2 separate regions of the Zea mays genome follow, and region 2 is linked to region 1. The links are chromatin contacts, called in public Hi-C maps. All regions are on one chromosome and are shown on one strand. The core of a region is the stretch at or near the end of the contact, and the rest is flanking DNA. Distances in the headings are between cores, read along the strand shown.

Region 1 (7,309 bases), core at 3,235-5,734:
TGACTTGGACACTCCCATAGTTCGGGGGCACGGTAATGAGAAGAACAGTGCTCTGAAGCCCATTCCTACAAGCATCCATAACATATCAAAGGTATGTTGAGTAATGAGTGCTCAAACATAACATTTATGGTTTGGTAAATTCACCAACTATATTACCATGGCAGCAATCAATAAACAGTCATCAGTTCAGATGCACTAACAATATTCTTTGCATATTTGAATACAAAGGTACCTGTAACTGCAAAGCTTCAGCTTGTGATCTAATAGTCTTTCTTGCTGGACCAGCACTCTCAAAATCCATCAAAATTGCTAGATGAGACTGCTTCCTCTGTGTTATGAGGACATTATCTGGTTTAACCCCATTGTGCGCATATGGTGGATCAAAACTGTGCATGTGCTTTAATCCAGAACAAAGCTGCAACAGCACCCGGACAGTCACATTTTTAAAATGTTTATTGAAAAAAAAAAAGAGAATAGTAAACCAACATAATGTGCCATGCTGTTTTTTTTTAAAAAAAAGCTGCTTGCGTGAGCAACTAAAACAACATGTACATGACCATGTAAAAGAAATTTGGTATGGAAATAACAACCATAAATTCAGTAGTCAATTTTTTTCCTTGAACGGCACAAGAGAACTGCATGTCATAGGAATACAATACTGTAGAGATAGGTAAAATGCCCGCTACCAGTCCCATGCACATGGAACGACCACAACCAACACCCAAAGCTTGAAAAGGTTCAGTAGTCATTGATGCATACTTATATGTATCCAAGTGAAATTGCATTGGAGTAGAATCAAGCATGTGGACAAAAATAGTTATGCAGTACTATGAGTAAAATAAGCTTGATAATTGATACCAAGTTCACGGCTCTAGGCTTCTAGCACGTGGATTACTAAGAAGGAAAGTCACATCTATTATATCTGCCAAATAACTTCAGAATTCAGCAGAACACAGAAGACAATGTAATTACTTACCTGGCGAAATATCTGGAGAACAGTAATTGTTGGGAAGAATTCCTTCTTTTCAAGCATGGTTTTAGTTATATCATGTAATGTTCCTTCTAAATGAACTGGGAATAATAAGTAGGCCTCATAGTTCTGGGATCCATCCTGAACACCCTATATAAGTAACAAGTAATATAGATGTGACACAGATAACAGCACATATATATAACAAACTTAAAACAATTACCTACAAATAAAATTATGTAAATTCAATGACGACAGAATCCCCCCCCAACCCAGCCACACATATTCTTTTCTACTGTCAGAACAAGTCATCTTTAGGTATCATCAATGGTTTTTTATGTAGTGATTTAGGTAAATGTAAAATGTTACCACTGTTTCGAAAAGGTTTTCCTTCAAAACTAGATTCCACATCACCACAAAAAAAAACTGCACAATGGTACCATGTCATCCAATAGAACCTTCTCTATTATTTGTTGTGCCTTTTATACAAGGAAAAGAGGCTAAATCAAACACCACTTCAGCAATTTCACATCACATAAAGGAAAAAGTCGTGCCATCAAACTATCCAAGTCTGATTTTGGTCATCAAAGTCCAAAACTGGATATCTTTGGCCATCAAACTATCAAAACCGGACAACTTTGGCCCTCGACTAGTTTCAAAGGTGTTTAGCCTACTATATTTTTACTAGTTTTAGAAAAAAAATACATATATAGGCAAAACCGCTTTGAAACCAGTCCGGCCTTGTTCGTTTGTCCAGGAATAGACCAGAAATCGTTCCAGCTGATCAAAACTTATATAAATTAGAGAGCAAATCGGCTAGGAGTTGTTCCATGCCTCCATTCCGGAAAAAACGAACGGCCCCTCAAGGGTCAAAGTTGTCTGGTTTTGATAGTTTGATAGCCAAAGATATCCAGATTTGACGTTTGCCAAAATTTAACTCAGGCAATAGCCGGATGGCAAAGATTAGATTTCTTTCTTAAATAAATAGGCTAAATTCAACTACACGATAGCTCAACTCAATTAATCAAACTTTTAACATGGTATTTGGTGGCATGTACTGCTGGCCATAAATAAGTGATTTTCCTGCAAGCAGCAGCTAATAGCAGAAAAATGCAGGGACCAATTAGGTAACTCTAAACTCTAGTAACTTATGGGAGCACTTATTAAATTTCTCTAAAATGTATCAAAGAGACAACAGTTTTGTTAACTGGAAGAGAACTTGTTTAGTTTTGTTCTTCTTTTGCAACAACCAACAAATGAAGAATGTACAAGAACTATTGACATACTATTAAGTATAGAGTAAAGACCAAAGCTAATTTTACAACAAACATGTAGAACTTCTGTTATTAAGGGACATTTCGTTAAAGACTGGTACTATGAAGAATCAAGTACATGATTCCTACTATGCAACCTACCTTGACAGCAACGATGGCATGTTCAAGAAGAGGAAGTAAATTTGGATGGCTGAATTGAGAGGACACTCGGATCTCTTGCTGAACAAGCTCTAAGTGCTGATCACTCTGAACAAGAACTTTCTTGAGAGCATATGTCCCGTCAGCTGTCATATGACAAAATAACAAGAAGAGTAGGATTTAAAATATGATCTCGAAACACAGCAGAACCAAGAACACAATAAGATCCATAATGACAAAAGAATCAATATCTTATATGAACTGTGTCATCACTAAATTAGTATTCGGCTATTCACAGTTTGATATTAACAGGGCAGACCAGTACCGATGTATTCACATGAGTGGGATCTATGAAAGAAATAAACCAAGGCGAGCCTTCCTCTTGCATAAATGTGGATAGACTGCTTCGAAAACACAACCTGGTGACTCAGTGAGACAGCTCTCACCGGTGCACCAGTCCTAGTATTAATAAAATCGCATCACAACGGAACTTCTGTGGAAATTGTCTTGTATCCAGCAATACGCAAACTCTAGCAACCACATCCATAAATTGCATTTTTGTGGGCATGAAATACAACACACAGTCCAATTTTCATACAAGAGGCTAAACTATATGTTACTATTACTTTTTATCTTATATTGTAGGCAACATGGTGATTGCCTTAAGAGACTGCAGAATTTAGGGCATGTTTGGTTCACAGGCTAACTTGTCATACTTTGCCTAACTTTTCTATCTAAGGTTAGTTATTTAATTCGAACGACTAACTTTAAGCAAAGTGTGGCACATTTAGCCACGAACTAAACATGCCCTTAGTGTTGACACCAACGTGGGGCTTAGAGTGATGTCCGCTCAATATTGATATATTGTAGTTATGGTATATATATAATAAAGTTTGCAACATAGGACACTAGAATTCGACCAATAGGGACTAACGAAAAAAACTCATCCTGCAGAGTAAGACAGCCCCCGGGCATTATATTAAGAAGATTTTCTCATGTGGGTCAAGAAACCTCCGAACCCTGTCCCACCCATACAGTGTCACCGTAGCCCATGCGAGAAACGACAGCGACAACCCATGTGAGAAAGGACCGCAACCGACGCCAGGTCTTAGACCTGTGCTTTGGCGTAGGACGGATGGGCCACAACCTGAAATTCGCTCTCACGATGAGTCGAACCGAGAAGAAGTGCTATTAAGACCACCTATCTCATCAAAAAATGCAAAACTAAATATGTCAAACAAATTTTGCAGAGAATAAAGATACAGAAATCTCTCAGAATCAAGTCTGACATTTATTTGTGACTCTAAAATATGGTAAGAACGAAATTCAAAAGTGCATTTACAGAAACTAATATTGTTTACATCAAGCAGCTAAGGAAACGAAGCATGCAATTTGAAGAGAAAAAAGGATCATGATCTTAATTCTCACACGGAACAAGAACGGCACACCGAACAAGGAGGCCTAAAATGATCTTCACCATGAATTGTGAAATAATCCATCCAACCGTGAACAAATGTCATTCCACTGTCCAGCAGGCCGGATAGACCCCAGATCCAAACCCATTCGCACGTCGCCGCAAGGAACAACAGTCGGATCTCGATACCTTTATTTATGTATGAGAGAGACACCTGAGATGTGTGATGGGTCGATGCCTTTCTTCCCGGCGATCCCTGAGGCGCCGGGCTCTGACCCAGCCGTGCCGTCGGAGGCGGTTGCGGCGGCGACGACCTCCTTGACGAGGAAGACCGACGAGCCCGCAGGGCCGGCATCGCCGAGCCTGCGGAGCACGCGGAAGTGGTAGTCGTTAACCCAGACGTCACCACCCCGACCGCCGACGGTGTCGTACAGTGCGTTCAGCCCTGAGAAGGAGCACCCCATCGCCGGCGACGCAGAGTCTAGCTCGTCCAATTGTCCGTGTGGACGAAGAGCAGGCTACAGATGCATTCGCAGCCGGCGAGCGTGGGTTCCGGCAACGACGGATCTGCTGGTCAGCCACGCTGTGAAAGCAGATCTCGCTCGCAGCTTAAAACGTAGACGGGACGGGACACGGGACGGGACACATGGAGCACCGGCTTAAAACGTACTCCTCTCTCGAAATAAGTCACTAACCTTCGATGGTTAAAAGGATTTTTAAGAGGCGATGAGCTCTATTTTTTTTCCTAAAATATACTGCAATTTAATTTTTTAGACATCTTATTTGACTATTTAGTACAAGTAAAAAATTGATATAACGTTCTCTCCGTTCTTTCCGTTCTTTTTTATTTGTCGCGTTTTAGTTCAAACTAGTCTAATCCTCGTGCATTGTGACGGTACCCAACCATAGTTGATGATATTAATTGGGTGACTAAGCGACACTTAAGAGTTTTAATGGACACTCCACATAAAAATACCATAATAAATGAATTCAATGTCAAAGTAAACATATTGTTCATATACCAGATATTGAACTGGTAAGACATAGAAAAGCACAAGTACGTCAACAAGATCATTCCTGAAATAGTAAATACAATAAGGCTTTGTTTCAATCTCAAGAGATAAACTTTAGCTGCTTTTAGCTATTTGGTGATCTAAGGCCCTGTTTCAATCCCATTAGATAAACTTTAGCAGCTTTTTTTATCTACTTTTAGCCATTTAGTGACCTAAAGAGGAGAGCTAATGGTGTGTGATAAAATTTAGCACCTATTATCTTATAAGCTGCTCAAGGGGTGCTAAAAGTAGCTAAACGTGGGCCAGTGAACCCTATTTTCCACCCATACCCTCCAACCTTATTCCCTCTCTCCTCATTAGGGGCATAGGTGTCTTTTTATTCTAATGTGCTAAACTTTATTAGAGTAGTCTAAACACCCCAAGGAGCTAAACTTTAGCACTTCAATTTATATGGCTAAAGTTTAGCAGGAAGCTAAAATTTATCCAATGAGATTGAAACAGGGCCTAAACATGAGAGCGAATTGTAGTGGGATAAAATTTAGCACCTATTATCCCATAAGCTGCTAAAGGGCGCTAAAAGTAGCTAAACGTGGGCTAGGGAACCCCATTTTCCGACCATACCCTCTAACCTCATTCTCTTTCTCCGCATTAGAGGCATGGGTGTCATTTTATTCCAATATGCTAAACTTTATTAGAGTAGTCCAAACACCCTAAAGAGCTAAACTTTAGCACTTCAATTCATATGACAAAAGTTTAGCAGGAAGCTAAAGTTTATCACGTGAGATTGAAACAGAGCCTAAGTTTATCATCTAATGCTTAACATGCTTATTGAAATACGTACTTGCTCTTGCCTTTAGAATATCATAACAAACAATAAAAATATTTTCCGCTTTTACAGATCCTTGTACTCATCTCCAATTATATAGTTGGTTTCACTTAAAATTTAATGTGCAATGGCGGAAGAAGCGAGCGGAGGTTATTACAAAATGGGCGGGGTTTGTTGCTAGAGCGATAACTACGAGAACGTTGTTGTGCGAACAAATAGGATAGGGATGAGATATGATCTGAGACGCGGGTTGATTTTAAAGAAATATAAGGAGTTTTTATAAAAAGATGACGTGAAACGGCCGTTGAAACTGATGCTTTAATATAGTATAGAAAATAAAGTAACGAACGCCAAATATTAGAAAATGGAGGTAGTATTATCTATTTTGTTATAATTTATTTATTTATTATCATAAAAACTAAATAAGGTAAATAATCAAACATGATATAAGTTAAAAAACATTGTACAACTAATATAATGTTGAAACTTTATATATTGTCTAGTATGTCAATAGTTTTAAATAAAAAACTATATCCTATAAAACTATTGATTTGGTTGAGTGCTACAAACGTTTGTAAAAAATATTTTTTGATATTGTAAAAAATATAATGTCTTACACATGATTTAAAAAGACAACCAAATACAAAACATATGTGTACACATATACAACAATATCGTCGGGTACGTGGAACAGTGTACCCAAAGAAGGTTCAAAGGCTTCCAAAAGACGACCCACAAATCGGTCGGCCCACCTAACAAGCAGCTCGACGTGAAGGTCCAAAAGTCCTCTCAGGGACGGCCTGCCAAGCCGACCAGCCCGCCCACCGAACAAATACCCGCCAAGTAACCCAGCGAGACAAGGTTGCCGAGCAACCTGCCCACCGAGAAACCCAGCGAGGCGGACTGGCGACCAACCTACCCGCCGAGCAACACAGCGAGGCGGGGCTATCGAGCAACCGGCCCGCCGAGTAACCCAGCGAGGTGGGACTGCCGACTAACCTGCCCGCCAAGCAACTCAGCCAGACGATAGCAGGCTCTCAGGAAGAGCCAACCTAGTACCATCAAGCCACGTCGGCACGATAGGACATCACCAAGCCATGTCCAGACCATGGAAGCGGTACCGAAGGGTCTCTATAAAGCACGACGTCGGATGCGTATCCCCGCTAACCAGTGGGACCGGACAACCCCAGCCGTAGAAACCCTAGCATCGGGGTCTCTATAGTGACCCATACGTCGGAGGGGATGAGGCAACACACTGTACTAGGCATACGCCTACTCATGATGAAAGGTGATGCTAAGGGGATGACAGAAGATGAAGTTGTACTGAAGACATCCCTAAACCATGCCTTGAGCTAACTCAACGGGACCCACCAAACTTTGCCACATCTAAATCCGAGTAGCAACCGGAAGGTGGACGAGACACGACGCCATACTAGATGTCAAGGTTTACAAAACCGACCAGTTTTGGTGGTAAACCGGTCGGTTTACCGAAACCGCGGGGGCGCGGTTTCAATTAACACCGTTTTTTTCAAAATTCATCTTAAATTCAAAAAATAAAAAATTTCATAAAAACAAAAATCGTCGATAGACTGTTTTTTGGACTGGTAAACCGTTATTTTGGACCGGTAAACCGCCTTTTTTACCGAGAAACCGGATTTTGATGCCAAGGTTGAG
Region 2 (7,309 bases), core at 2,455-4,954, 380 kb after region 1:
TTGTCGACTAGGAATCAAGCAAGAGAAGGTCGAGAAGAAGTAGCGCATAAAAAAGATAGCCTACTATGAGAGTGACACGTCTACATCCTCAATGACGTCGCAAAAGGACGACTCTTCTTCTTCCAAGCAAATGACAGTCAAAACTTCTTTCAACCGCACTCCACTTAATTATTCTCGCATTTCTCTTTCTTCTAATGCCCAATTGCTTTCTATTTCGCTAGGTAAGCCTCCTCACTTTGATGGGGAGGATTATTTGTGGTAGAGCCACAAAATGCGTAGCCATCTTTTTTCGCTCTACCCTTGCATTTAGGACAATATAGAAAATGGATTGAATACATCTGATGTAGATGATTAAAACTATAATGAGGTAGAAGTATAAGAATTAATTCATAGAAATTCCCAAGCCACTATTGTTTGTTGGCCTTTTTATGCAGGGAAGAGTATAACAAAGTTAATGGCTTTGGAAAACACGAAGGAAATATGGGACACTTTGTGCATTGCCCATGAAGGAACCTTGATGACCAAAATCACCAAGATGGAGGTCATCAAGGGTGAACTTAGGAATTTCACCATGAAGAGAGGCGAAGGGCCATAAGAAATGTACAATAGGCTCAAGTCATTGGTGAACCAGGTTCGTAACTACGAGAGCAAGCGATGGATGAACCATGAAGTCGTTCGACTTATGCTCAGGTCTTTTACTGTTTTTGATGCTAACCTTGTTTCCCAAGCCCTCAAAAACTCTAGGTCACAAAAATGAGTCCCAAAGAGGTGCTAAGCAAGTCTGTTAGCCATCAAATGATAGTTAAGGACGCGAAGTAAATCAACGACGTCGCCAATGGGAGCCTCCCTTCCAACGAACCGTGAGTCATCACTTTCAAAGCGACAAATAACAAGAAGGCACTCCCTAGCAAGGTGGCGCAAGTTGAGGCGGTTGGCCTCAACGACTAGGAGATGGTGCTTGTTATCAAGCGCTTCAAGAACACACTACAGGGGCTCAAGGACTACTCAAACAAGGGAAAATCAAAGGGAAGTGTGCCTGCTTCAAGTGTGGTTATTCCGATCATTTCATTGCTAACTGCCCGATAATGAGAATGACCAGGACAAGGAGAAGAACACCAAGGGAAAGAAGGTAGAGAAGAAAAGGTCGATTGAATATACCAAACCAATACTCAGGAACCTGCACAAGTGTCTGCACAAATTTAGAGGAAAAAGTGCAAAGCCAAGTGCTAGTGCCGCACAGAGGGCTGTCAGTGCCGCTCATAGGGGCGACAGTGCCGCTCAAGCAAAACTATGCAGAATCTCACAAACTTCACAAGAAGTTTGCATAGAGGGAAATAAGATGATTCCTCAAGTATCAACCAGAACAACACAAAACCCCGAGTGTAGATCAGATTACCCGAAAGATTTGGGGTTTCTAGAACGAACTCAAAATGAGTTCAACTCGGATCACGACCAAAAACTGCACCAACAGGGTGTATGTAGTGATCCAAAGAGCGTATCTCATCACCCAACAATCGCTAACTGTACTCACAATTCAAGAACTCGATGGTTATTCCACAAATCAAAAAGAGAAGGGAGGGAACGAGAATGAAGACAAACTCGAATAAAAAATGCAACAGACAAAATTGAGCACATGATTCGAACTACTCCATGGATGGATTTGTCCACCCTTCTTTTGGATATAGAGTTGAAGATCACAAGACATAGATGTGAACAAAACACCTGTGGATCTCAGCTAAACTAGAGAATGGAAACTAGAGTTTCTAAACAAGTGCCAAATCAAAATAACCAAAGAGATGATTGTCTACTATGGCCCACCCTTCTATTTATAGAGGGTTATTTACATTGACTAAACTACCACGAGGTACATAGAGCCTATCCACTCTTCTGGAGGCAAAATGGACCAACTCCCGAGATATTGATCTGACGGTCATACGCTCCAAAAGAAGTTGCTTCGCCTCGACGCACTCTACACGATGATGACACATGCCGCCTTCGATTCCTGCTCGAACCGCACCGTCGAGTTTTGAGGCCCATATCGGTCAGAACCCGCCATCCGCAACGTTGGGTGGTTTTGAGGCTCAACCACCAAACCGCCTTGAGTACCGCACCGCATGCGCGTCCGCCACGTCCTATACACGTGTCCTGCCAGTCCATGACCATGCCGGCGACACGATCCACCCTAATGTCCTCACGACACTGCGTGTCTCAGGTGTCAGCCACCACGACTAGTCACCCCAGTCCCTTGGTCAAGTCCCAACGCTCATTCTTCGTCGCACCTGGTCCATCGGCACAAACCCGCATGACCTTCACCTTTGTCGCCGACCACCGTCCCTGTGCTCCGCACCTACACACCATAAGCCGACAGACATGGTTGTACAACACATAGCTCGTACTCTGGTTAGTCAAAGAGGCAAAAGAAGGGCTCAACACCACTAGCCAGACGTCAAAACCAAATCAGATCACTAAATCAGCACGAGTGCTGAAATCAAAGCTAGTTTATCCAGAAAGAGGCAAACGACTTAACACAGCTAGCGAAAGCTCCAAAAGGCTCAAATTTCTCCCCCTAGCTGATTTCCCTTGAAAAGAGCACAAGAATCTCAAAGTCTATTCCCCAAGAAAGGAGTTCCAAAAATTCAGAATCCCCAAAAATCCAGAAATTTCTCCCCCTTGTTAGGAGCCCAAGAAAGTCAAAGGCTCTCCCCTTTATTGACAAATGAACTCATCAAACACATCCAAGGGTAGAAACAAAAATTCCCCCTCGACAAGAGATCCCCTGAGAAAATGCAGAGATGCAAAAGAGAGAGTAGAAAATGTAGGAGCTTTAGAATTATACCAGTCAGAGTGTAAAGATGCTCTAAGTGATGTTGTGCTATGTGTGCAACAATAAATGCACGTGCTAGTAGACGCTCAAACTGATCCACCTTTCAAAGATTTTTTAAAGAGTGATCATAGACCAAAGAGCAGTTTCAATTTGGAACCCTTGATGTTTTGTTTCGGCAAGTGCCATAGTCCTTGGAGCTCAGTAGTTTTTTTTCTCTTGGAGCAGTGGGGGGTGAGGGTGTCCATTAATTTAGTAGAGAAGAGATTTGGACGACATGTTGGTTAGATAGAAGCAGAAGAACTTTATATAAAAGTGACGTGAGTGAAAACCATGACAACTTGTACTTTATAATAGTAGGGAGAGGGGTGGGTACTGGCCAACGGCTAGCGGGTGACGCGGAGTCTTGTAGGCGGTGGCGGATGAGCACGACTATTAATATAGTAGAGAAGAGATTTGGACGATAGAAGTAGAAGGATTTTTATGTATAATTATTGAAAAACTGTGATAACTGATGTTTTATAAAGATATAGACAGATATAGAGATTTACAACCAATATTAAAAGAGTATATATTTTAGGGATAAAAAATTAAAAATTACCGGTGTATTTTTTTAATTGAAGTCGAGGAGATTGATGCAGGAAATTGACCTTTTACACGGACCGCAAGGCTAAACTTCTGCATGGTTCGGTTGAAAGCGCCTACAAAGGCGTCCCTAGGCCTCCTAGCCCGTGCCGCGCAACGTCCGGCTCGGACACCGGAGGCTTTCTCACGCGTCCCGATCGCCTCCGTCCATTAAGGTCCGTGTTCGATCGGATGGCTTTCGATGACGAGGGTTTTGCCCCAGACGGTACAAATACGGAGCCTCCCACCCCGCGCCGCCACCGCGCTCTTTCTCTTTCCTCACGACGCCGCCGTTGGGAGCCCTGCTTCGGGAGAGCCCCAACCCTTATCAAACCCTAAATCAAAAACTACCCAAAAAAATCCGCAAAATCCAGAAAAAAATCCCAAAAATCACCACTTGATTGGAGATGGCGACGCAAGGGCAAGCGGCGGCTGGATCCGCGTCCGAGTCCGGCGGCTCTCCGGCTGCCTTAGCTGCAGCAGCCGCGGCGGCGGCCGCGTTCCCGGCGACTTCGCTCTACGTGGGTGATCTGCACGAGAGCGTGCAGGACGCGCAGCTCTTCGACGTTTTCAGCCAAGTCGGCGGCGTCGTCTCCGTGCGCGTCTGCAGGGACATCAACTCCCGCAAGTCGCTCGGGTACGCCTACGTCAACTACAACAACCAGGGCGACGGTGAGAACTCTGCAGTATTCTCGATCTGTCGGTTAGGGTTTCGGTGCTGCGGACGCTGTCGACCCCTTGCGAGAAGCCGTCGGATTTGGCGGTTGTTAGTGTTTAAATGCCGGTTCATCGATCGGCTGTCTCGGTGATGTTGTCACACAACAAGGGTTCGATGGCGTTTTGATGCGATTAGGATTGTAGCTTCGTTTGATGTGTTGGTTGCGATTGCTAAAAGTTGTCTCGTGAATTTTAGTGGCTTCATACGGTTAGCTTTAAACTTATATTAAAATAATTAGCTTGAGTGCCACACAACCGAAAATTACCTTGCTGGATAGATCCTGTGCCCTGTGGAATAACTTGAATAGGTGCCTATTCTTCAGAGTAGCTGAGTTTTGTCATGTGCAATTGTTTCCTGTGCTGTACATGTGAAGTTATTGGGATTCGTTTCATTCTGTTGAATTCATGTGGTTTAATGTGCTGTTTGATCAGTGGAGATGTTGGAAGTGATTGTTAGCTAAATTTTCTCATTGGTTAAGTTGGGTTGTGCTGGTTGATGGATATTGGTGACTTCAGAAAAAAATCATATATTAATCTATAAGAAACAATTTTTTCCAATTGTTTATGCGTGATATTTGTTGTTGTTGCTTCATTCGATAATATGTAATATATAAATCTATTAATTATATATGTATGCATGTACCTATAATTCTATATATACACATAGATTTGTTGCAACCTCAGATTATGTTATGAATGCCAAAAAACATCTATTTAATTACCCCTGATATATTTTTAAACTTTTATTATTGTCCTCGTTCCAAGCTATTTTGTTATGCCGAAGAGGTCTTTAAAATTCATGCGGTAAAAGATTATAGTTTCCTTTTTGGCCGCAATTGTGTTTCTGCATATGATATTTCAGTTTGGAGCCCCTCACACTCTTTATTCTTTATAGTCTTATATTGATCTGAGATTTATTGCAGCTGCACGAGCACTTGAACTGCTTAACTTCACTCCTATCAATGGAAAGCCTATCAGGATCATGTATTCTAACCGTGACCCTAGCTCGCGCAAAAGCGGCACAGGAAATATATTTATTAAGGTGTGTTCCTTGATTTCATCCTCTTTGCTTAACTTCTTGCGAGGTCATCTGTAGATTGCGTCAACTTCCTTGGGACTAGAAGGTTGCATAAGCTGACTTCTGAATTTTTATACGCCACATTGACTTTCCAGTTATGGTACCTGATCCCCTTTGTTCTAATTTTGCAGAATCTTGATAAGTCAATAGACAACAAAGCTTTATATGACACATTCTGTGCATTTGGGAATATACTTTCATGTAAAATTGCAACAGACCCTTCAGGAGAATCAAGGGGCTATGGTTTTGTTCAGTTTGAGAAGGATGAATCTGCACAGTCTGCTATTGATAAACTCAATGGGATGCTTATCAATGACAAGAAAGTGTTTGTTGGACCTTTTGTTCGCAAGCAGGACAGGGAAAATGTCTCGAGTAATATCAAATTTAGTAATGTATATGTGAAGAATCTGTCAGATACTGTTACTGATGATGAGTTGAAGGAGATGTTTGGAAAATATGGAACCATAACTAGTGCTGTTGTTATGCGGGATAGCGATGGAAAATCCAGGTGTTTTGGATTTGTCAATTTTGAAAATGCAGATGCTGCTGCTCAGGCTGTTCAAGAGTTGAATGGCAAGATATTCAATGATAAGGAACTGTATGTTGGAAGAGCACAGAAGAAGTCTGAAAGAGAGATGGAGTTGAAGGAGAAATTTGAAAAGAATGTTCAAGAGGTAGCTGAGAAGTTCCAAAACACAAACTTGTATTTGAAGAACTTAGAGGAGAACATTGATGATGAGAAATTGCGTGAACTCTTTGCTGAGTATGGCAATATTACTTCCTGCAAGGTCTGTTTATTTTGTTAAGTTACTCACAAGATGTTTCATATTGGTCTCTGACAGGAATTGTTTTGTAGGTTATGCGGGATTCGAATGGTGTCAGCAGAGGTTCTGGATTTGTTGCTTTCAAATCTGCTGAAGATGCTAACCGAGCTGTATGCTGTTTTGTCATGTGTTTAGTAATACTGATTTGATTTGGCAAACACATAAAATAACTTTCTTATCTTGATTTCTCCCATGTAGCTTACGGAGATGAATGGCAAAATGGTTGGAAGCAAGCCCCTTTATGTAGCTCTTGCGCAGCGTAAAGAAGACAGAAAGGCAAAGCTACAGGTAAATATATTCCTGCATGTACTTGGATTTATACAGCTTGCACTTTTGTATGCTTTTTCACAATGCAGAATGTCTGGTGAATCTATTATTACTAAAGTACACATAGCTCCATATGTTGCCTCTTACTCCTATTTCACATGTTAGTATACAAATAAATTTCTAGTGATTAAAATGTGCCTTCCATTTGTAGCTTAATTATTATGAGATCCTTGGCTCAAAGATTTATGATGTATTTTATTCTGAAAAGAGTAAATTACACTAGTAGCTCCACCCAGCTAATTAGCTGATCTATTAGCTAGGTTTGTTTCATGGGACCCATGTGACAGCCCCCAAAAAGTTTTGGGGCCTGATCGGAACACAGGAATTTCACATGAACCGTTCATCAATTTCACAGTAAACTCAGGGACCAGAAAATTTCCCCGCATTCCAAACAGGTTGTTAAGGATTACTAATGCACTCTTTTGAAATGTCAAACTTTCTACTATTTGACCAATATGTTTAGTGTACAAGTTTTTACAGCTATATTCATGTTTCAAATTGCTATCATGCTATATTAGTATTGTGGCTAAATTGATATATTTGCGATAGATCACTGGTCAAATTGTAGCTTCTACACCAAGGCAATAAAATATATCTTCACTTGGTGAAGGGAGAACACTAGTTTGGATTACAAATTTTGGAAAGAATAGTTGCCCTGTGTAATGGCCACTGCAGGGATGATCTCTTGTTGCCAGAAATATTTGGCTTTGCATTCTAGTTCATGGTTCAGATCTGTAAATTATATTCTGGGGCCTAGTTATGAAGTTTTACGTTAGCTGTGGTAATTGTTGCATGTGTTGGCATGACTTGTAATCTTGGTTCAGTTTTTTACTCTTCTAAAGTGTTGGCAAAATTGCTGGAACCCTCATGATCTTTTGTGCTATTTATTTAATGTAAAATGTAATGTACTTATGATCC

Evidence for each region. A called contact is a pair of places that touch in the nucleus more often than the background predicts.
Region 2: a contact with region 1 is called in a Hi-C map of tassel, with 2.1 times the contacts expected there. The contact joins the promoter of LOC100502035 here to the promoter of LOC100283604 in region 1. A contact is called at or near these places in 3 of 25 Hi-C or Micro-C datasets (ear, endosperm and tassel).

What each region holds. Positions count from the first base shown.
Region 1 is chr2:166,518,212-166,525,520 of Zm-B73-REFERENCE-NAM-5.0, forward strand. It overlaps LOC100283604 (serine/threonine-protein kinase 16), which reads right to left and starts at 4,485. Exons shown (of 6, transcript NM_001156505.3): 1 at 4,011-4,485; 2 at 2,386-2,528; 3 at 977-1,120; 4 at 233-415; 5 at 1-65. The coding sequence starts at 4,260.
Region 2 is chr2:166,896,973-166,904,281 of Zm-B73-REFERENCE-NAM-5.0, forward strand. LOC100502035 reads left to right here and starts at 3,705. Exons shown (of 9, transcript NM_001350118.1): 1 at 3,705-4,117; 2 at 5,086-5,204; 3 at 5,372-6,028; 4 at 6,097-6,174; 5 at 6,263-6,352. The coding sequence starts at 3,853.